Linked DNA regions of Drosophila melanogaster: region 1 is linked to region 2. Evidence: chromatin contacts called from public HiChIP or PLAC-seq data. All regions are on one chromosome and are shown on one strand. The core of a region is the stretch at or near the end of the contact, and the rest is flanking DNA. Distances in the headings are between cores, read along the strand shown.

Region 1 (4,713 bases), core at 266-2,765, 230 kb after region 2:
CATCAATTCCTTTCGTTCTGGCTTTGCATTTGTTGAATAACAATTGGCTAAAAAGCACTTTCAAGCCAGCTTTGTCCACACATTTGCATATGTATTTCATCACTTCCCGATGACAGCTGGGGGGTACGATACCATATTCTACAACTACTATCCAAAAATATATAGGCACGGAAATAGGGCCCTATGTACAATGTAGTCCTCGTCTTCCGGATGTTAACATCTTCACTTCGCTCGGTTTCATTGACTTTTCCCATGGGTGTGGGTAAAAAAGGCTGCGAAAATGGGAAAATTCGGGGTGGGGTTGCCTCTTGGCAGATGTTCCCAGTGTATTACATTTGAGCGCCGTAATTATTATTATTATTATTATTATTATTATTGTGTAATGTTATCATGATTATTTTTATGGTTTTTGCATTTTAAAACAAATGAGACTCGAGTATAGAAGCTCGCATGTATGCTGGCGGGTGCGCCAAAAATTACCCCAGAAATGGTGTTTTTATGTGGCTTTAACTGCCTGTCCGTTGCCCATCAATTTTACTAACTTCTGGCGAAATGACAGCGGCAGGGAGAAAGGAGAAATGTGAAAGCAGAAAGCAGAAAAGGAGCAAGGATACCAGCTCCACGAACATAAAAATCAAATTTCCGCGTAAATCGTTCGCTCAACATTTGTTATTTTGTGTACAAAAACGGAGAAAATCAGCGAAATTGTAGCCGTTTCCCCACAAAAATAATGTATAACATTTTGGCGAAAAAGTACACTTTTCCAATAAATAAGGGAGTGGCCAATGCCGATGATTCGAGGTGGTTCCAAGTAAATCAAACTCAAACAGCTCTTCAATAACATTTAACACTTATTCGTTGGAAAATATGTGACATGTTGAAGAAGCCCATAATCGACTTTATTTATATATGCATATAAATATATTAATATTATTCAGAATCACTAGCCGAGTTGATATGAACATGACCCCGTCCATTTGTCCGTCCGTAAAAACTGAGAAATCTAACAAGATCGTAAACTATTAAAACTAGATAGTTGTTGGTCGCTGTTTTGAAAACTGTTGTTTTTTAAAGTTTAAATGTAAACATAAACAAAAAATTAAACAGCCGCTAGATGAGGCTCCTACTTGCATATATACACATTTGTCTGCGGACGCTCTTAAGCCGAGTAATGGGTATCCGATAGTCGATAAACTCTATAGACTATAGAAATCTGTCTAGATTTCGTATTAATTATTATACATTTAATTGATACAATTTTACGATTTGTAGGCTCGTCTAGAGTTAAGTCGCAGAAATGCTCTCTCAACTCAAGCGGATCCAATCTGAAACTTGAGCCAAACCGAGGCGCAATCGCGAATGGGCAGATACTCGGGGAGTGCGTCCAGTTACAGTGATTAGAACGCGCGAGAGCTGAGAGCTGGGCTCGGTGACCTTGAGCGGGAAGTGAAACTGATAAGGCGGCACAATGGAGCACTGGAAGTGGATGCTCGAATCGAAATCTTGGAAACGGAACGGCATCAGTTGCTTCTTGCTTGCCACCGAGATGAGCGCAATAAAGCCCGCCCTGCTGCTCTGCCTGATCCTCACCATCGGTCTGTTCCTTGGTCAAGGTCGGGCGAATCCCGTGGAGACGAATGTTCCCGATATTCCCGCACCCGATGCCAACGAACTGGGCATCGATTTCGGAGAGGAGGAAGATGCCACCGACAAGCCACTGGGCATATTCACGATCAAGGTGCGCCACATTCAGCCGGACCCCGCCCACTGCGCCCAGCTCTCGCCACATCACCCACACCACCCCCAGTGCCACAGCTACTGCAAACGCCAAGGTCACTGGGTGGGCCAGTGCAAGAAGGACATCTGTCAGTGCTTTTCCTAGGTCTACTTCGACTGTAAGCCAAAACAGCGTTTTTTTTTTTCTTTTGTTGAGTGCAGCACAACTATATGACGAAATATGTGCAAATATGTTTATCTACCAACTAGTATATATATTAAAACTGGCAATGAACAATGAAAGCGAATCAAAATTGCTCAAATCATACACATAATATGTAGTCTTTGACCTTCTAACATGCACTGAATAGAAAAAGCAGAACCTTAATAAATCTTCAAGTTAAATTCAATTCCATTGGATGCTACATGGATTTTGGGTTTCTGGAGAACTAGTGTATGTTGGTTTTTAAAGGAATTTAGCTGAGCATTCAATCCGAAGTGTGATATAAAATGGAATATGTGATGGTAAAATGAATATTCATGGATCGACTTGCCCATAACCCAACCATTCCCATCAAGCGAAACTTTTGCAACATTATTGCTGTGCTAATTACCAAAATGGGTCCGGTCCGCATGTTATTATAACTTACGGGTTACTGAGATCGGTCAGGAGTGAAAAGAATTTCCAATTAAAACGAAATCCAAACTGAACTTCAAGGAGTCTGCGATTTAATGAATGTCATTGAGGGCCCCAGCCGCACCAATTATATCCATTAGTTGACATTTACGCAATGGATTGCGGATTTGAAGGAGGTGAAGTGGCGGTCCGAGGTCGCAGATACTCACATTATTGGCCAAGTTTGATTGATGGCATTGTTCTGTGCAATAAGCTGCAGGACTTACCCCAAGTGCCCCCCATCTGGATTCTCTCGGCTCTTCTGGGCTTCAGTGGGAATGCCCAAATCATAGCTTTGCCTAGTTAGATGTGACAAGGAAAATGGGTAAATGCGAAATAGATTTTCCATCCGTGTTGGCTCTGGCATTTCTATTCTATCCTCCTCACACATGCTGTAAACTGATTTTAGCTCAATATAATGTGACGTCTCTCGCTTTTGATAAGGGTTCTCCTCTCGGCCGGAGGCTGTCAAATGATAAGCAGCAGACAAGCCCAATAAAAGGGATATAGGCGGCACGAATGGCGAATTGTTATTATTATAACACTTGCCCGGGAAGGAGGGTTCGAGGGTTTCCCAAAAACAAGGCACGCACGAATGCCTTTCTAATTAAAAATTCAAAAACCTTTTTTCAGCCACTCACCAAATTGGCGAATTACGTGCCAAACAGAAAGAAAGAAGGTTCCCAGCTCGAATGGTGGAAGTATGAATTATTTATAGATATATGATTTTTATAAGCACACGCATTATAACAATTGAATCGCAATGGCTGGGATCAATGCAGAGGTGAATATTCCAATTAAACTGTTATTGATGCTTTTTTAAAACAACTTAAAGTATGCACACGCCAGTCGTATGAATATAAATATACCTATATTCCGAAGACATAAACTTTGACCCGCCTTTGCAAACTTCCCTACGTACATAATAGTTCATGATCATGATGAAATTAAGTTCCCTTAAAGTGAGTACAAGTTTTTTGAATATTATGTTTAGTTTTTGGCCTCATTACATCTCGTCCGATTAGATGCTGGGCCTTATTAGTTAGATTGTTAATCGTTTTGGGGCAGCAGGTAAGTCGCCTAGGAGGGATGGTTGGTGGGTGGGAGGGGTTACTTAACTGGCGCCGGGGGACACGGGATGGCGAATCCAGGATGCAGGCAGAGGCTCCACATTGATGGCAGATACTCCCCCAGCTTACATATAAAAATATACATACATATTTTCGTGTATATCTTTATAATAATTTGTTTGCCAGCAAAACTCTCCCCGGGGCACATTTAACTAAGGCACAGCCAAGGACAGCATTGATGGAGAAGTGGAAGGATGGGAGGGTCCTGCCGAAGGATGTGAGGTGGCGAGTATGCCGGCCGAACTGACTGCTCGTGGCAATTATAAATTGTTGAAAATAATTTCATTAAATATGTAAAAAGGCGACGCCGAATAGAGAAGCGTATTAAAGGCCGGCAGTGGGATCCTTTGGCTGCAGGAGTGTGTGTGTGTGTGTGTGTGTGTGCTCCCAACTACGTGCCAGCTATTAACTTTGACCCCCCCCCCCCCATCAACAGCACCCCAGGATACAGGAACCCCGGGACGCTGCCGCCACCTATCGTTGCGACCCTCGAACTTCGCCCCCCACTTCCGATGGCCTCGGGAAAAAGTTCCCCACCTTGAGTGCACATTGTGACGAAGATGTGATGCCAGTGCCGAGAGCACTAAGTAACTTATTAGCCCCGGGAAAAGTCGGCTTTTGGGCACATTCCATTTGCTTGCAAATTTAATGATTCCACCAAATGAAATTTCATTCTCGCTTCGCAATTGTTCATTTCACCTGCCGCGGAGAGTGCCATTGCAGTCCGCTGCAGGAAACTAAGTTGGCAACCTAATGAACCCTTACTGGACAAAAAAAAATCATTGGAAATGCGAAAATACAGTCTGCACTCGAAGAAATGGACAGCACATAGCCAAAGCTATGAGAGCATTGCAAACAATATCTTTATGGAACATTTCGGATTGAGAAAAAAAGATGATTTAATACAAAATAAAAGAAGCATTTGAAATACAATATAAATATATTTATCTTATCTGAAACAAACATTTGATAGCGATTCGCATTAAATTTCATTTAATTGAATTTATACAATTTAATGGATTTTTTTTCACGAAAATATATAATCATTTTCTTACTCTGTGCTTCTGTTCACTCTGTTATGTTTCCATTAACATGAGCATATATGGCCAAGTCAAAGAAGTGTGTGCAAAAAAAGTAAAACAAGAGATAATTGATTTGTTATTTCCATTATAAAGCTTACTCGCTTCCTGC
Region 2 (4,609 bases), core at 412-2,911:
TAGGGCTTTGAAAATTGATAATCAGAAACCACAGACCAAATTCATATGGATTAAATATGCAATGGAACAATATTAACAAGTGACCTAAAATAGATTCCGAAAAAGCCCATATTGTTTCCACCAGTTTTCCTTCTTAGATCACAGTTCCTATAAATAACTCTCTTAGCAAAGGAGTGCATGAATCAGTAGATATGAGTGAGTCGTAAATATTTTATAATATCACGAGGAGATAGTTGGCTAATCTTGAATGAGATCACTAAGAGATCCTTTATATTATTTTTTCACATAGGATGCCATATGTCATTTGCTTGATTCAGGATGTTCAGTACTTTTGATTCATTTAATTTCAAGTTTGACAATGATATGTATCATCTATTTACTTGATTAGCGATCAAATCTGTTTTCCATCTTGCGCAGCGGTTCCGTTTGATACTCTATACATATCCGATATCCTTTCATGAATGCCAATGTGTGTGCGTGATTAAATCCGCACCATGTGGACGCTCGGAACATTTGGTATATGTGCATACATACATATATATCTGCTTAGATCCTTGATCCCACATTGTTCGCGGTCCTTGTCTTCGTATTCTTCGGTTGACGCTAAGTACAACGCCAAAGTATCGTCCTTCTGTCGAGGACGCTGTTGTTGTTGCTGTTGTTGCTGTTGTTGCTGCAGCACACACCTTTGCACTTTAATTTCTGGCGTCTTGTTTAGCATCTGCGCCGGGTGTTATTTAAAAATAAAAGAGGAAGAAGAACGAGCCAGGATGAATGGTAGGGATGGGATGGTATGGAATGGTATGGGGAGGGACTCGAGAGAGCGGGTATATGTGAAGTCGACTGGCGACGGCGGCGGCGGCAGCAGCAGCGGTTTTAATGTCAATAAGACGCGGCGGCTATTGCCAGTCACTCACACCATCGATCGCCCCCTCTCGCTCGCACACTTATACACGGCCACACGGCGTGTGTGTGCACGCGGTCAGGACGTGCACACACACACTTGCGAAGCAACAGTGCCGTCCCATATCCTTCGGCTTGTTTATCCTTATTTTCTCTCAATTTCATGCTTCCTGCTCCCCTGCCGACTTGCCTCCACCTAAACCCTCTCTCTCTCTCTCCCTCTCTCACACTGAAAGAAAAGGAGCAGCCTTTTGAATCTGTAGTTCTTAATCCTTTTCATCTGCAACAGATGTCACTGCCTAACATTTTTATCTGCGCGTTTTATCTGGATCCTGTAAAAAGGAAGCTATGGTTATGCTTGCTGAAAGGTATTTTCGCCAGTGTACATACTTAGCCACCAATCGTCTCTGGCTCATTATTGTTATTACGTATACGGTAGTAAGGGTAGAAAAAGGAGTAAATATACAACTAAGGCGTTTTCGTATGCGATTTCCGAATCATCCGTTATTATTAATGGGTAAATAAAAATTCGTCTCTTAGTAGATGAGTATCTTAACGTATTGCATTGGGGAAATAACTAAAATAGTAGCGTATCTATTAAAGCACATAAAAACATTAATGAGCACTAAAGTAACCGTTAGTTATTTGACAATTTGCCTGCCTGAATGACCAAATCTGCCGTTGGTATTGTATTGTTTTTCCGAGTCCGAAAAGCTTGCAATCATGGCTTTTGCGCACTTAGGATGTGCGCACCCCTTCCGAAGACTTCCACACACACGCGGACGCACATCAGCTGGTTAATAACAATACACACACACACACACACACACACACCGATGTGTGGAACTTGTTCTGCCTGCCACGCAATTTCAAACGGCCTTGAACGGCATTTGATAGTTGCTTTCGTCGTCGGTTTTGGCACTGCCCTAGACCTGCATGCCATGCCAAGCCATGCCATCTATGGGAACCCAATCCATACCACATATCAGTACATGTACATATATGTACACACATACATACATACATATATATATATCGTATGCAGCCACTCGTGCAGCTGTTGTCAAAATAAGGGTTCGTACTGGACTATTTCAATTAGTCGCTCAGAAAAGGGGTATATTGTCTTTGGGAAAACGCGTGCAACAGGTAAAGGGGTGTGTTTGTGGCATTATAATAGACGAGTTTCTGATCAGTAGCAACAGCTTTGTAATATATATGAAATATATGTATGTATTATGTATGCTTCAATGCTTCACAATTGTTGGTGCATATGCAGTACAGGATATAATTGAGGTATGTGTACATACATATGTACATACGTACATAGAAAGGATGTTAAAGCTGATAGGTTCCTTTCATCCGTTCGATTGGACTTTTCTGCATATTAGACGATATGATCTATACACTTATGTATATTACTTAATAATTAAAAGGAGAGGACGGCACTACGTTTAACTTGAACACAGGTGCACAACATACAGACGTTCATATATCCATATGTATATATGTGTACGTACCATGGATTTTGTCCAAAATTTGCATTTTGCAGCTGCACAACAACAGTTGAAAGCGATTCAAGTCAAGTCCGAGTCAAGTCGAGTCGAATGAAATTGATTCGATTGGCAACTCATAAATAAACATGAGCTGGGGAGATCGTTAAACGAACATGCTTGCTGCACCGCCCCTCTCCGTCCCACAAAAGATTCGCATTCTCCTAAAACCCATACAATCTATACAAACCATAAAGAATCGACCTAACTGTGGCAATATTGTAAATGCAATTAACTGTAGTTCTCTGCCGCCGCGCTGCGCAATTGAATGTCGGCCATTGGATAATCGAGGGGTTTGGGGAACTGGGACCACCATATAGGGGCAGTTAGCACGCGTCAACTCTATATAGCTATAAAACACGGCAAAGATACAAATACGGCAGTATTATCTATTCGAATCTTACTATTGGGATTCAGCGGGATACCAGAAGAAAGCATTGCTTTTGCAATCAAAAATCACCAAAAGTATAAAAATACTATCATAACTAGCCATGCGGATCTTACAAATCCAACGCTTGAACCATTGACCATTATTTTCTTACGTCGGATAAATTTGTTTTCAAAAAAAAAAAAAAAAAAGACTTCGTACCATCTTGTTTTAATATGTGACAGGAAGTTTGGTTTTAAATGTGCGGATTAGATTAGATACACGGTCATATCCCTTATCTATTTCACTTGAATTATTGTAATAAGTTATCTGTTGATATACTCGGAATTTCACTTAAGATGTGAACTTTACGTTGTGTTCTTTTACAATCGATCGAACGATCATAGATGAAATGTGATGATTAGCGGGCCCATAAAAGCGTTCTTTCTGAAGAAACTGCTCAAACTCGATCCATTTGCTTTGCCTAGAATGTTTTAAACAAATAACTGACTATGCGGCTAGGAGATCAAAACGAGTTTTTAGGTTAGTAAGCATTCAGAAATACTATCGCAGCAATCGCTCCATGGGCTTTGACTTTATGGGCTTTGAGCGAGTGAATAAATAAGTTCCGTTTGTTTTATATATATATAAATATTTTTTTTTTTTGCATTGCGGATCACTTTGATTAATTTATTCTATGGAAATTTCTTTCGATCATTTTTGCGATTAGTCTTCGCATTCTTCTCCCTCGTCTTCTGGTCTTCTGGTAGCGCCTACTCGTCTTCTACAACGCCCACACTAACTATGTATTTCCCCCCGATTTTCGTCTGGCTTTCGTTATCGTCACTCCATGGAGCTGTGGTGCTTTATATGCGGCTCCGGCTGGTTGTGTGACCTTCGCATAGCAAAGCGTCGCCATCGCCATCGCCATCGTCATCGTCATCGTCGTCAGTCGTCAGTCGACAACGGAACAGCTTCACTTATTATAAAAGTATTATTACTACTATTTCTGGCTGGCTATCCGAGTCGACGCTATATCGCATAGTTCCAATGTATATGCTAATTCGACGCCGGTCGCCCATCGCCCATCGTTCACCGTCCGCCGTCCATCGCCCCGATTCTTCCGGAACTCGGTGTCCAAACATTGAAATCCGGAGACGCCTTCAAGTGATGTGGTGATGTTGGGTTGTTACTTCGATGGCCAGCACAGGCGGCACAATGAATAATGAACTCACTCGAACCGAACTCCAAAACCGGAAGACACCGAAACAATTTTGCCATGTGCCTATTATATGGTATTATTTTCATAGTGCTTTGCTTTTTTATGTATTTGTGCCGAAATCTGGACAGAAAGCTAGAAAATAAATAGGAGCGTTTTTCTAATAATAATTATAATTAAAATTAATTATTAATTATGATAAAAGCATCCCAGGTTTTGGAAATTTATCGCTTATATATGGATATTGTATGATAAGCAACACACTTCTGTTAACTATTAGTTGGCAAGAAACTATTGTTTTATCGTCAACCAAAAAAATTCCTTTGCGTATATTTCCGCTATATTTCTTATCAGTGCGCGAATTTGTTTTCACAGAATTTTGAAATCTGAACTTTTAAATTTCTCAAGCAGTTGTTACTTTTCCTTTGATGGACGAACATCACTTGGGTTATATAGTTTTTAAACTAAAAGTATTTAAATTAAAAATAAAAAAAAGGACAACAGGAAGGCATTTAAGTTTGTATGTATGAATTCCCAATCGGTTTGTTGGGATGTCTCTTTATGTTTTGT

Evidence for each region. HiChIP or PLAC-seq counts read pairs in DNA pulled down with a chosen protein or histone mark.
Region 1: an H3K27ac HiChIP or PLAC-seq map of the Kc167 cell line shows a contact between it and region 2, with 2.8 times the contacts expected there. The contact joins the promoter of CG34331 here to the promoter of amn in region 2.

Annotation. Positions count from the first base shown.
Region 1 is chrX:20,120,938-20,125,650 of dm6, forward strand. CG34331 reads left to right here and starts at 1,516. Exons shown (of 2, transcript NM_001298549.1): 1 at 1,516-1,738; 2 at 3,959-4,334. The coding sequence starts at 1,547. The coding sequence ends at 4,171.
Region 2 is chrX:19,888,399-19,893,007 of dm6, forward strand. amn (amnesiac) reads right to left here and starts at 1,662. Exons shown (of 1, transcript NM_078692.2): 1 at 1-1,662. All of the region lies in intron 4 of Hers (Histone gene-specific Epigenetic Repressor in late S phase), which reads left to right.